2 separate regions of the Oryctolagus cuniculus genome follow, and region 2 is linked to region 1. A link is a contact called in public Micro-C data. All regions are on one chromosome and are shown on one strand. The core of a region is the stretch at or near the end of the contact, and the rest is flanking DNA. Distances in the headings are between cores, read along the strand shown. Region 1 holds the start of MCOLN2 (mucolipin TRP cation channel 2). Region 2 overlaps MCOLN2 (mucolipin TRP cation channel 2).

Evidence for each region. A called contact is a pair of places that touch in the nucleus more often than the background predicts.
Region 2: a Micro-C map of ear pinna shows a contact between it and region 1, with 2.4 times the contacts expected there. The contact joins the enhancer-like site here to the promoter of MCOLN2 in region 1. A contact is called at or near these places in 2 of 6 Hi-C or Micro-C datasets (ear pinna and an unstated tissue).

The regions. Positions count from the first base shown.
Region 1 is chr7:86,205,079-86,210,803 of mOryCun1.1, forward strand. MCOLN2 (mucolipin TRP cation channel 2) reads left to right here and starts at 2,605. Exons shown (of 14, transcript XM_008264961.4): 1 at 2,605-2,845. The coding sequence starts at 2,769.
Region 2 is chr7:86,261,956-86,267,529 of mOryCun1.1, forward strand. MCOLN2 (mucolipin TRP cation channel 2) reads left to right here. Exons shown (of 14, transcript XM_008264961.4): 7 at 2,080-2,179. Among named protein-coding and RNA genes, the nearest start is that of MCOLN2, 57 kb to the left of the region's middle. Within about 2 kb of position 1,351, at least 2 of the 8 cell types and tissues checked have an H3K27ac peak or open chromatin away from gene starts, as enhancers often do.

The DNA of each region.
Region 1 (5,725 bases), core at 1,355-3,854:
TACCATGCTGTTTTGATTATAATTGCCCTGTAGTATGTCCTGAAATCGGATATTGTGATGACTCTGGCTTTGTTTCTGTTGTACAAGATTGCTTTAGCTATTCAAGGTCTCCTGTGCCTCCATATGAATTTCAGCATCATTTTTTCTAGATCTGAGAAGAATGTCTTTGGTATTTTTGATTGGTATCGCATTGAATCTATAAATTGCTTTTGGGAGAATGGACATTTTGATGATATTGATTCTTCCAGTCTATGAGCATGGGAAATTTTCCCATTTTTTTGGTATCCTCTTCTATTTCTTTAAGATTTTATAATTCTCACCGTAGAGATCTTTGATGTCCTTGGTTAAGTTTATTCCAAGGTATTTGATTGTTTTTGTAGCTATTGTGAATGGGATTGATCATAGAAGTTCTTTCTCAGACGTGGCATTGCCTGTGTGTACAAAGGCTGTTGATTTTTGTGCGTTGATTTTATATCCTGCTACTTTGCCAATCTCTTCTATGAGTTCCAATAGTCTCTTGGTAGAGTTCCTTGTATCCCCTAAATAATGAATTATATCATCTGAAAAGAGGGATAGTTTGACTTTTTCCTTCCCAATTTGTATCTCTCTAATTTCTTTTTCTTGCCTAATGGCTCTGGCTAAAACTTCCAGAACTATATTGAATAGCAATGGTGAGAGTGGGCATCCCTGTCTGGTACCAGATCTCAGTGGAAATGCTTCCAACTTTTCCCCATTCAATAGGATGCCTGCCATGGGTTTTTCATACATTGCTTTGATTGTTGAGGACTGTTCCTTCTATACCCAGTTTGCTTAGAGTTTTCATCATGAGACATTTACACACACACACACACACACAAACCAAAACCAAAACCAAAAAACCCCCTCTGTGTCCTAGTTTGCATTTGCCTTCTAAAGGGGCTGTTGTACTGACTGAAGTCTTGGTATTTTGTAACTAGTAGGTTTTCCCCTTCCTGGTAGGGTTTTGTTGTTGTGTACTTTTTTTTTTTTTTTTTTTTTTTTTTTGACAGGCAGAGTGGATAGTGAGAGAGAGAGAGACAGAGAGAAAGGTCTTCCTTTGCCGTTGGTTCACCCTCCAATGGCCTCCATGGCCGGTGCGCTGTGGCCGGCGCACCGCGCTGATCCGAAGGTAGGAGCCAGGTGCTTCTCCTGGTCTCCCATGGGGTGCAGGGCCCAAGCACTTGGGCCATCCTCCACTGCACTCCCGGGCCACAGCAGAGAGCTGGCCTGGAAGAGGGGCAACCGGGACAGAATCCGGCGCCCCAACCGGGACTAGAACCCGGTGTGCCGGCGCTGCTAGGTGGAGGATTAGCCTGTTGAGCTGTGGCGCTGGCCTGTTGTTGTTTACTTTCTAAAGGCTTTACAGTTCTTTAGCATTAAAGTTAATATCTTATGTATACTTTCTTGGAAAATACTTCTAGCACTCTCCTGTCAAGCTGGTCTGCCTCCTTTGCTGGGGCCCACATCCTTACCAGAAGACCAGCGCCTTAACTCTTCCTCCCCCTTCTGCCATAAAGAGGTCAGACCACGTGGCTATTCCACCCACCTTCAGGGAGCTGTGACTGCACAGAGGCTCTTCCAGCTCTCTGTACCCAGTGGGCACCTCCGATGAAAGGAGCATTAGAATGGAGCCCCCTCTCCCCCCACCAGAGGTCCTTGGCAGTGATTTTCAAAAGCAGGGCAGTTTTGTACGAGTTCATATACACCACTGTGTCCAGCTGCTCCTACCTGGAGTCATGGACCAGTGTTGATTGATTACCTGGAGGAGTATCCTTCGCCTCAACTAAAGCCACAGACTCTACACACTTGCTGGCCCAGGTAGCCTGGACTTGGGACTTTGCTGACCTGCGCCCAAGTGAGCAGTGGGGGAAGGATTCCTCTGAACTAGCTTTCCCTGCGTCACCGCTGTCACCAGCACCTTCAGATGAACTTGGCGCTTGGACCGTGAGCCCGCAATGTCCCAATCTAGGATTCACGAGCAGTGGCCGATGGTCTTGTCCGGTTTCCCACAGGCGTCTGCCTCATGTGCACAGGAGTGGCATATCCCTGTCCATACTGAGGCCGCCCCGCGTGGGGTGGGTTTGTGCCCTGGCTCCGCGCGCGCCCCCGGGCCACGCGGGCCGGCACTCCCTGCGCAAGGTGCCCGCTCCAGCTTGCCAACGTGAGCCAAGCACAATCCAGTTTTCCATTCCTTGGGCGCCGGGCGCGCTTTCTACATCCCGGAATCACGCTAGGTGTCTGAGTGCGTCCATGTACTTCAGCACGCAGACACGCGGGGGATGGACAAACGTGCCAGTTCAGTGTGAAGTCCTCAGGGGAGAGGGCCGCATGCTTGGCATGTGGGAGAACACGGTACCCACCCTCGGCTGGGAAGGCAGCGAGTGTTTCCCGAACGCATTCGTACGGATTTGAAGCAACAAATGGGCAGACAGGCGGCTGCAGAAGGAACGCACCGAATGTGCGGACAAGTACGGAGAAAGCGGCGTAGGCGCGCAGGAGGGCCCCGCCGAGGGCTGGGTGTGCCGGGCGCGGCCGCCGCGGGGCGGGCTTCAGGGTGCACGGGCAGCGCCGTTCCCTTAATAAAACGCTTTTCGCCTGCGCTACCTCCTGGCAGACGCCCCGGATCTGGAGTGGGCGGGCCAAAGGGCAGGGCGCCCGTATGCGAGCGCGGCAGCACCCGATCCTGGGGCGGAGGCAGGTGCTGCCGTCCCGAGCTCGGTGTCCTTCTCCTGCGACTCGTGGGCTAAGCTATGCCTGGAGGTGTGGAGACGATGGACCTACCCGCGTGGAACCGAGCCTTGGGCCTGTCCCAGGGCCCTCGCCACAGGTCAGCCACCCCAGGGGCGCGCCGGGGTTACGCAACCTCTCCATCCCACCAGCCCTTCCACGCCCGCTTTCCTTCCACGCGTGTTCGCGCGCCGGCACCTTGACTCCATCCCCTACCGTCCACTCCTGGCTCAGTCTCGCTGCCCCCCCCCCCCCCCCCCCCGCCTCTGGGAGCGCGGAGAGGCCGGCTCGCTGACACGTGGAAAAGGTCCCTCGGTGCAGCAAGTCGAGAAGCCCCTGGCTCAGCCAGCGGCGGGCGGCGGGCGGCGGGGCGGAGGTGGTGACTTGGGGCGGGACGGGGACGCCTGGCCACGCTCCGCGTCCCTCCGGGTGCGCACCGAGTGCTCTGCCTCTTGCCTTTCTGCGCCGGGATCAGCGCGCACCGGGCGGCTGTCAGGAAAGGTAAGAGAAGGGAGGCCCGGCTTGGAAGGGGACATTGCCCAGAGAGGCTGGAATGGGTGTGAAGAGAATGGGTTTTCCTGTTCCCAATCCCCTGAGCGGTGAAAAGTTTTAGAAGGCGATAGACAGTCTGATCCTTTTTTCCTGGGCAAGGAACCTGGAGACAGGATCAGATGTTTCCAGGTTCACGGTCAGGGGAGCCATCGGAGCTGGCCGCTCTCAGGGTATTGGACTCGGAGAAGTCCTCTTAAAGTCGCTTTGCTGTCCTAGACCAGCGCTTTCTTGCTGCTTCGGGCTCGCTTCTATGAACTGCTTACACGTAGTTACATAAGGCAGGGCTTGGCTTTCCGAAACACACAGGCCTTTTTCTCAGGTGGGAGTGTGGTTAGCTCCAGTTCCTGTGCCTTCATGAAAAGGCGCACAGTTCAGCCCGGAGCGCTGCCAAGGGGCCTGGCCTCCTTGGTCCAAGCTCCATCCACCCAAGCTCAGCGAACCAGGTGGTGTGAACCAACCCGCCTTGGCTTCCCCTTTCCCAGTTCTCAATGCAACTACAGTGGAGGGTGGTTAGACTTTCTTAAAATAGTGTTGAGACTTTCCTGCGTGCTGCTCCCCGTGTTATAAACAGACTTAATTTTAGCAAGGGAAACCAGAATTCAAGAGGAGAATTTGCTTATTTCCCAGCAAGAATGATGTAAATATAGATATAGATATATCAGAGTATTTCAAAAAGCTCATGGGAACTGGAATGAAAAGATAAGCTGACTGCTGCAAAAATTGAAATCCATGCATAATTTTTCCATAATGCTCATTTCCATGATCTTTTTGAAGACTTCTTGTAATTTTTTTGGTAGACTTTTTTGAAAGGCCAGTTTTGAAAACATAACTTTGGTACAACTTTTTGGACATCTGGATAACTGTGGCTGTCACACAGAAATGATTGATGTCCTGTAACTTAACAACTCTGGTCACACTGAGGTGCTGACCTGTAATGGGCCGGGTGGTAAGCAGTTAAATGTTCCTTCCCTCCGCCTTAGCCCTAGATGCAAATATACTCTGAGTTTATTTACCCGGTGCTGGCTGGGCTGGTAAGTGGACTTGCGCTTATGGAGGGTGTGGTGTATAACCTCCATTTTTATTTGACTCTAGTATTTTTCTTAACACATTTCCTTTAGGGCTCAATTTTTTTTTTCTTTAATCCTATCAAGTGTCTTCAGAAGCAGCTCCCATGATTACAATAAGGGACACACACTTCTGTGTGCAAATAAACAGCCTTTGAAGGCTTTCCGTCAGAAATAGATAAATGTGTGGTTGTTCAGCACTGGTGGAGACAGAAGAGTGTGCCCGTGTACATTGAAAATGAAAGAAAGGGTTAGTAAGAGAAGTGGGAGAGCTTGTCTATGGCTATGAAGATGCAGATTCTGATTCTGTGTGCAGAAGGGGCCAACCGCAAGGAGCTGTCCCCAGAAGTGGAATGTGGACTTCACACTTTCAGGAAACTGCTTAGCTCCTCTGCGAAGTGCTCAGCAAACAGCACAAGTTTTGAGAAATTTAGCAGCTTCTTCTTGATGAGTCAGAGGTCTCTTGAGATTTGAGCTCATCTTCCTCTTCCCATCTCAAAGTTGAACTCCTGTTGCTGGGAATCTTCCGGCCTTTAATAAGCCGTCCATCAACAGGTGCTGTGTTTCGAGCTCTTGGAGAACAGGCACATTTCCCAGGCTTCCCCTGATCATTCCCATTCAGAGGCCTTGGTGAGCATGACAGCTCTCTTCAGCCTTCTGGATCAGAAGATTGATAAACCCTGATGAAGTGTTGGCAGTGGCCACAGTCTCTTCTTCCAAAGAGGAAGTGTTGTTTCTAAAAAAGAAAATAGTAGATACAAAATATCTCCCTGAAGCAATTGAAAAGGGTTGGGAAACACATTTTGAACAGAGAATACAGAACCGAAAGTTAGGAATGATCATAGTCACAAGCCGTTCTCTTTGGCTATCTCTTCTCTGTCAGTGAAGTGGAACCCAGAATAGGACAACTGTTAAAATGCAGTGGAAAAACCAGGTGGCTTCTTGTGGTTACCGTTTTCAAATTAAAATTGTGGTCAAAGAAAACTCTTCAGGCTGTGCAAGTTCAAGGCACCCTGCCCTGAAGCCAGGCTGCACTCTTTAGCGGAGGTCTGGAGCTCAAGTTCCACGTGTCGGTTCTGAAGAGTGACATCACTCTGCAGTGAGCTCTTGTGTCACATGTCAAGGGCTTCTTAGAGGAAAGGAAGTCCATTTCCGGATTTCTTTTTTTTCTTAAATTTTAAAGTTTATAAGTTTCATATATACAGATTCAGAAACGTAGTGATACTTCCTCCTCTCCCCTTCCTCCTGTCCATGCCCTACCCTTCTTCCTCCTCCCTCTTCTATTCCCACTCAATTTTTACAAAGATCTCTTTTCAGTTTACTTTAATTTTTTTAAAAGAATTTATTTATTTATTTATTTATTT
Region 2 (5,574 bases), core at 101-2,600, 56 kb after region 1:
CCCTTTTCTTTCATTTCTTTCTTGTTTGTTAAGGGGCTGCCAGAGGAGGGGAACCTTTTTTTTCTACTGGGGCCAACATCATTCATGGGCCATACAAAATTATCAACTTAAAAATTAGAGTTACTGGGGCCAGCACTGTGGCTCACTTGGTTAATCTTCCGCCTGCAGTGCTGGCATCCCATATGGGTGCTGGATTCTGTCCTGGTTGCTCCTCTTCCAGTCCAGCTCTCTGCTGTGGCCCCGGAGGGCAGTGGAGGATGACTCAAGTGCTTGGGCCCTGCACCTGCAGGGGAGACTGGGAGGAAGCACCTGGCTCCTGGCTTCAGATCAGCGTAGCTCTGGCCATAGCAGCCATTTGGGGAGTGAACCAACGGAAGGAAGACCTGTCTTTCTCTCTCTCTCTCTCTCTCTCTCTCACTGTCTATAACTCTACCTGTCAAATAAATACAATTTATAAAAAAAAAAATTGGAGTTACTGAATGTAGAGTCCAGCCTATAGTTGCCTTAGTAGGGCCAGACCAAATGATTGCGCTGGCCACATTTGGCCTGCAGGTCCACCCTTGCCCAGCCCTGGGGGAAACTGAGTGGCTTAGCTGCAAGTTGTATCCACAGATGACTGCTTCATCCCACACAACTGAGAAACACTTCCTGAATCCCACTGTGTGCCAGGCATTGTTCTACATCTTCGAGGTACAGTGGCTCCTTGGAAACCTACAACCAAGTGGAAGAAACAGACAGAAAAATGAGTAAACAAAGAAGTTAAAGGGAGTGGGAGGGCTTGGATCTAATGGCCAAGCCCCTGGTCAGGATGCCTGCATTCCACACAAGGTGATGGGGTTTGAAATGTGACTCTGGCAGGTGCTGGGAGGCAAAAATGATGGCTCAAGTAATTGGGTTCCTGCCACCCAGCTGGGAGATCTGGATTGAGTTCCTGGCTCCTGGCTTTGGCCTTGGCTTGGCCCCAGCCACCGCTGGCTTTTGGGGGGAGTGAACCAGCAGGTGTACATGATATGGAAGAATGCCTCTTTGCTGAGAGGGGCATGGCTAAGCTCCTGGGGTGAGTGCCCTGGAGGAGTCTGGGAACACCTGAGGGTTAAGGAGCTGGGGGGTGTGGGGACCACACAGATAAGGTCATGAATGACACGTGTTCTGGTCAGCAGAGAAGATGAAACCAAGTTGACTTTCCTATTTTGTTTCCTTCTTTGGATTCTATCTGCTCAGTGTTCTAAATGCTTGTGAGAAGTATTTTAGGGGTTCTCCCCAGGAGAAATGGAGATGGTGAGTGCCAATGTTCAGGGAGGCGGCTCTAGGTTCTGGTGCAGAAATGCGGCCAGTCGGGCTGACTTCTCCACCCTGTGGTTCAGTCGTGGTAATGCACCCGGATTACACAGAATTTGGCTTGTTCTTAGAAATGCTGATGTCTTAGGTTTGATCACCATTCATTCAGTGCACCAAGCTCTTGTGAGTCTTTTGGATTACCCAATGTGTTCACTCTAAAAGATAACTTGGCATAATTTACATATAAACTTTGAGTGATTTGAATGATTGTCTGAAATTCCACAGCATGGGAGGTTGAGGGCCTTTGGATGTCTGTTCAGCCTGAAATCTTGGAGCAACTTTTGTCCTTTCTGATAGCATTGTGTGTAGTTCTTGAAGCAAAATGAATCAGAATTTTCAGCCTTGTAGAAAATTAGCATTTCATGCATAAGGGACGAACTTGAAGCAAATGCTTTTTACACGCAGTTTGATAATGATGGTCACCGAGTTCACGTGTCAAAGACTGAATTCTGCTCTGCTGCTCTGCGCACTGGGTGGCTGTTTTACTCTAGGATTTCCTTGAAGCAGAGAACTGAAATTGTAGACCCTGGTAGATCTCCATATGTTTACCTTTGGACCGTACTTGTACTTTTTCGTCAGCCATAGAGAGCTGTGCAGAAATCACAGGATGAAGACGTTGTCCAACTCGTTCTCTTCAGATCAGCACTGGTTGGATGCCAGGGGTGATTGCTAAGCAGAGACTTCCCAGCAGGTCCCATTCCCCATTGACTGTAACCCCTCTCTCTCTGTTTGTGTCTACAGATCACCTTTGACAACAAAGCTCACAGTGGCAAAATCAAAGTCTATTTTGACAATGCCGCCACCATCAAAGAATGCAGAGACTTGAACATATCTGGATCCAGTACGTACGCTCTCTGCCGACCTGTTGTGGGTTATGGCGTGATCAAGGGTGTTTAAATGCTTGGAAGGAAGAGTTCCAGAGGACAACAATCCAGCATTAGATTCTGTCAAGTGTGTCCCTAGCCTTTGTATTTTTGGCTTAAGTCGGCAAATGCTCATTCCACACCTCACCAGGGAGTTGCTTGCCTAGAGGGGTAGGAGCTCAGGCTCCGCGGCCAGATGGCCTACGCTTGGAGCTGGCTCTGCTTATGGTGCCTGTGCCCTTGGGCAGAGTTGCCCCTCCGTGTCTCAGCATCTCCCTCTGCCACATGAAGGTACTAACCCTGCTCACCCCCAGGATGTGGAGCAGTGAATGCGTTCGTGGTGGAGCAGAGCGCCCACTGCGAGAGCTGAGCCTAGTTAACTCCTAGGCACTGTGGAACGGGGAGAAAAGGCTGGAGGGAGGGCAAGTGATGTGTTGGTGGAGCCTCTGACACGGTGTGGATGGGAATGAGTGGTGGATCTGCCAAAGGTGGGAGGAGAAAGAGAACCAAACTTACACGTGACTGGGGCAGAGGAGGAAGGGAAACCACGACTAACCCTAACCCTAAGCCTAACCCTGCGAAGGTGTACTTTGGTCTGAGCCTTGGACAATGGGGAAAGAACCCTTGGGGCTTGGATGCAGCCTCTGCAAACCCTGGGTCATTTATTGAGTCCTTACTGGGCAACACCTCTGAATCCACATGTTCACAATGAACCTGAACCGCACAGACCCTGTTCTGCTGGCTCGGTGAGGAGTCAAGATGACATTTGTATCTTATTTTTGTATGTGTTTTTTTTTTAAAGATTTATTTATTTGAAAGTCAGAGTTACACACACAGATAAAGAGAGAGAGAGAGAGAGAGAGAGAGAGGTCTTCCATCTGCTAGTTCACTCCCCAATTGGCTGCAATGGCTGGAGCTGTGCCATTTCAAAGCCAGGAGCTTCTTCCAGGTCTCCCATGTGGGTGCAGGGGCCCAAGGACTTAGGCCATCTTCTACTGCTTTCCCAGGCCACAGCAGAGAGCTGGATGGGAAGTGGAGCAGCCAGAACTCGAACCAGCATCCATATGGGATGCCGGCACTGCAGGTGGTGGCTTTACCCACTATACCACAGCACCAGCCCCATGTTTTGTTTTGTTTTAACATGCAGGTTGAGTTTAAGTGACTTTCCCTGTAAGCAGATTTTCAGAATGGAATAAAATGTGCAATGCCCGTGGGAGGTATTTTAGATTCATTGTGAACTAGAGGTGACCTGGGGCCCGCGGCTTTGCAGATGCGGTGTGTCCAGATGGTTCTGAAGGGTTGGATCCACAGTCCTGTTAGCGGCCAGGCCGCTCTGTTAGAAAGTGAATCCCAGCCCCAGCACTGAGCACTGGTGCAGCTGTTTTCTGTGGGAAACCTTTGACCTTTGTCGCATATCAGATGTGATTTGGAATGATCTTTGTGAAGATCAAAATGGGAGAAAGAGCGAGGCTTTCAGATATGTTGCCAAAGAAGTACTTAACTGCCTACCCACAGGGATCCTGAAACCTTAGGGTTTCTCCATGCCTGTTCTGGGAAGAGAGGAGCTCTGGCTCCCTCCCGTGGCCAGTGTGGAGAAAAACAAGCTTCGCAGACAACCGTTGTGGAAACCGTGAAACTTCCCATCTGCTTCTCCCAGGAAACCAGATTCCATCACTAGCAGAATGCGAGTTTGAAATCAGTGATGTGGTGTAAAAGGTTTCAAAAGTTAGTTTGGAAACAAGCCTAGGAAATGTTTTGTTTTTCTTTCCCCTGCATAAAGCTGTCTGATGGGTTGTGGCTGTCCTGGTTTTGAGGGCAGTGGCTCAGGGCAGGGCCATGTCTGGTGGGGCCCTTGTGCCATTTCCAAGAGGTTCTGAAGTTTCTTGCTTCGACACACTCATCCAAAGCTTCTGCCTCCCTTGTCAGCTCTTACCACCTCAAGGCAAAAAAAGAGGGAATGTCGCTTCCTCCAAGTGTGTTGCCTTTTATGGCTGCTGGTTTCTGTTTTCAAGTACCCACCAGCCCTCACTTAACTTAGCACTCTGGGGATGAGGGCCTCCGGAAGATTTAATGAGCAGGATTCCCCATTGCTGGGTGACATAATGGTATTGCAGGAGGGAGGGCAGTACGTTTGGAGAACTCTGCCTAAGGGTCCCACAGGCAGGCCAGGGACGCGGTGCAGGGACCTTCCCTAAGCAGGTGCATGTTCCTGGACATTTTCCTGTGTTTTACAAACATAAGATTGGAAAATGTTTGTGTGGGGTGTGGTAACGTTGTTCAATAGAGTAAGAAAGTGATTACAATGTCAAAGAATACTGTTCTTAACACACCAAACTAGTCTTCTCAGTAATGCAAAAAAGGGGCTGGGGCTAGGGTGCAGTAGGTTAAGCCTCCATTGCCTGCCATGCCAGGATCCCGTATGGGCACTGGTTCGAGTCCTGGCTGGTTTGAGTCCTGGCTTCTCGACTTCTAGTCCAGGTCCCTGCTAATGTGCCTGGGAAAGCAGCAGAAGATGGCCCAGGTCCTTGGGATCCTGTACCCACGTGGGAGACCTGGATGGAGTTTTAGGCACCTGGCTTCAGCCTGGCCCAGCACTGCCGCAGCCATTTGTGGAGTGAACCGATGGATGGAAGATTCTCTCTCTCTCTCTCTCTCTCTCTTCCTCCCCTCTCCAACCCCCTTTCTTGCCACTCTGCCTAATACAAACAGAATGCTACACTCGTGGGAGGGGTGTTCCTCTTTCAGGTGTGAGTGTGCTCCCATCTGTAAGGCGCAGCACAAGCAATCCAAGAGACTTTTTATTTTTTGACAGGCAGAGTGGACAGTGAGAGAGAGAGACAGAGAGAAAGGTCTTCCTTTTGCCGTTGGTTCACCCTCCAATGGCCGCCGCGGCCAGCGTGCTGCGGCCGGCGCACCACGCTGATCCGAAGGCAAGAGCCAGGTGCTTCTGGTCTCCCATGGGGTGCAGGGCCCAAGCACTTGGGCCATCCTCCACTGCACTCCCTGGCTACAGCAGAGAGCTGGACTGGAAGAGGGGCAACCGGGACAGAATCCAGCGCCCCGACCGGGACTAGAACCCTGTGTGCTGGTGCCACAAGGCGGAGGATTAGCCTAGTGAGCCGCGGCGCCGGCCTCCAAGAGACTCTTGTTAGTTCATGTTGGAAAGGAAAGTAGCAGATGCATTTCACCAGCCTCTCAGTTCCATCTTCCCAAGAACTGCCCTGTGTCGTCCTTTCTTGTTGTTTTTGAAGATTTATTTATTTACTTGAAAGGCAGAATTAGAGAGAGAAAAGAAGAGACAGAGTGAGCAGGATCTCCCATCTGCTGGTTCACTTCACAATTGGGCCAGGGTGAAGCCAGGAGTGAGGAACGC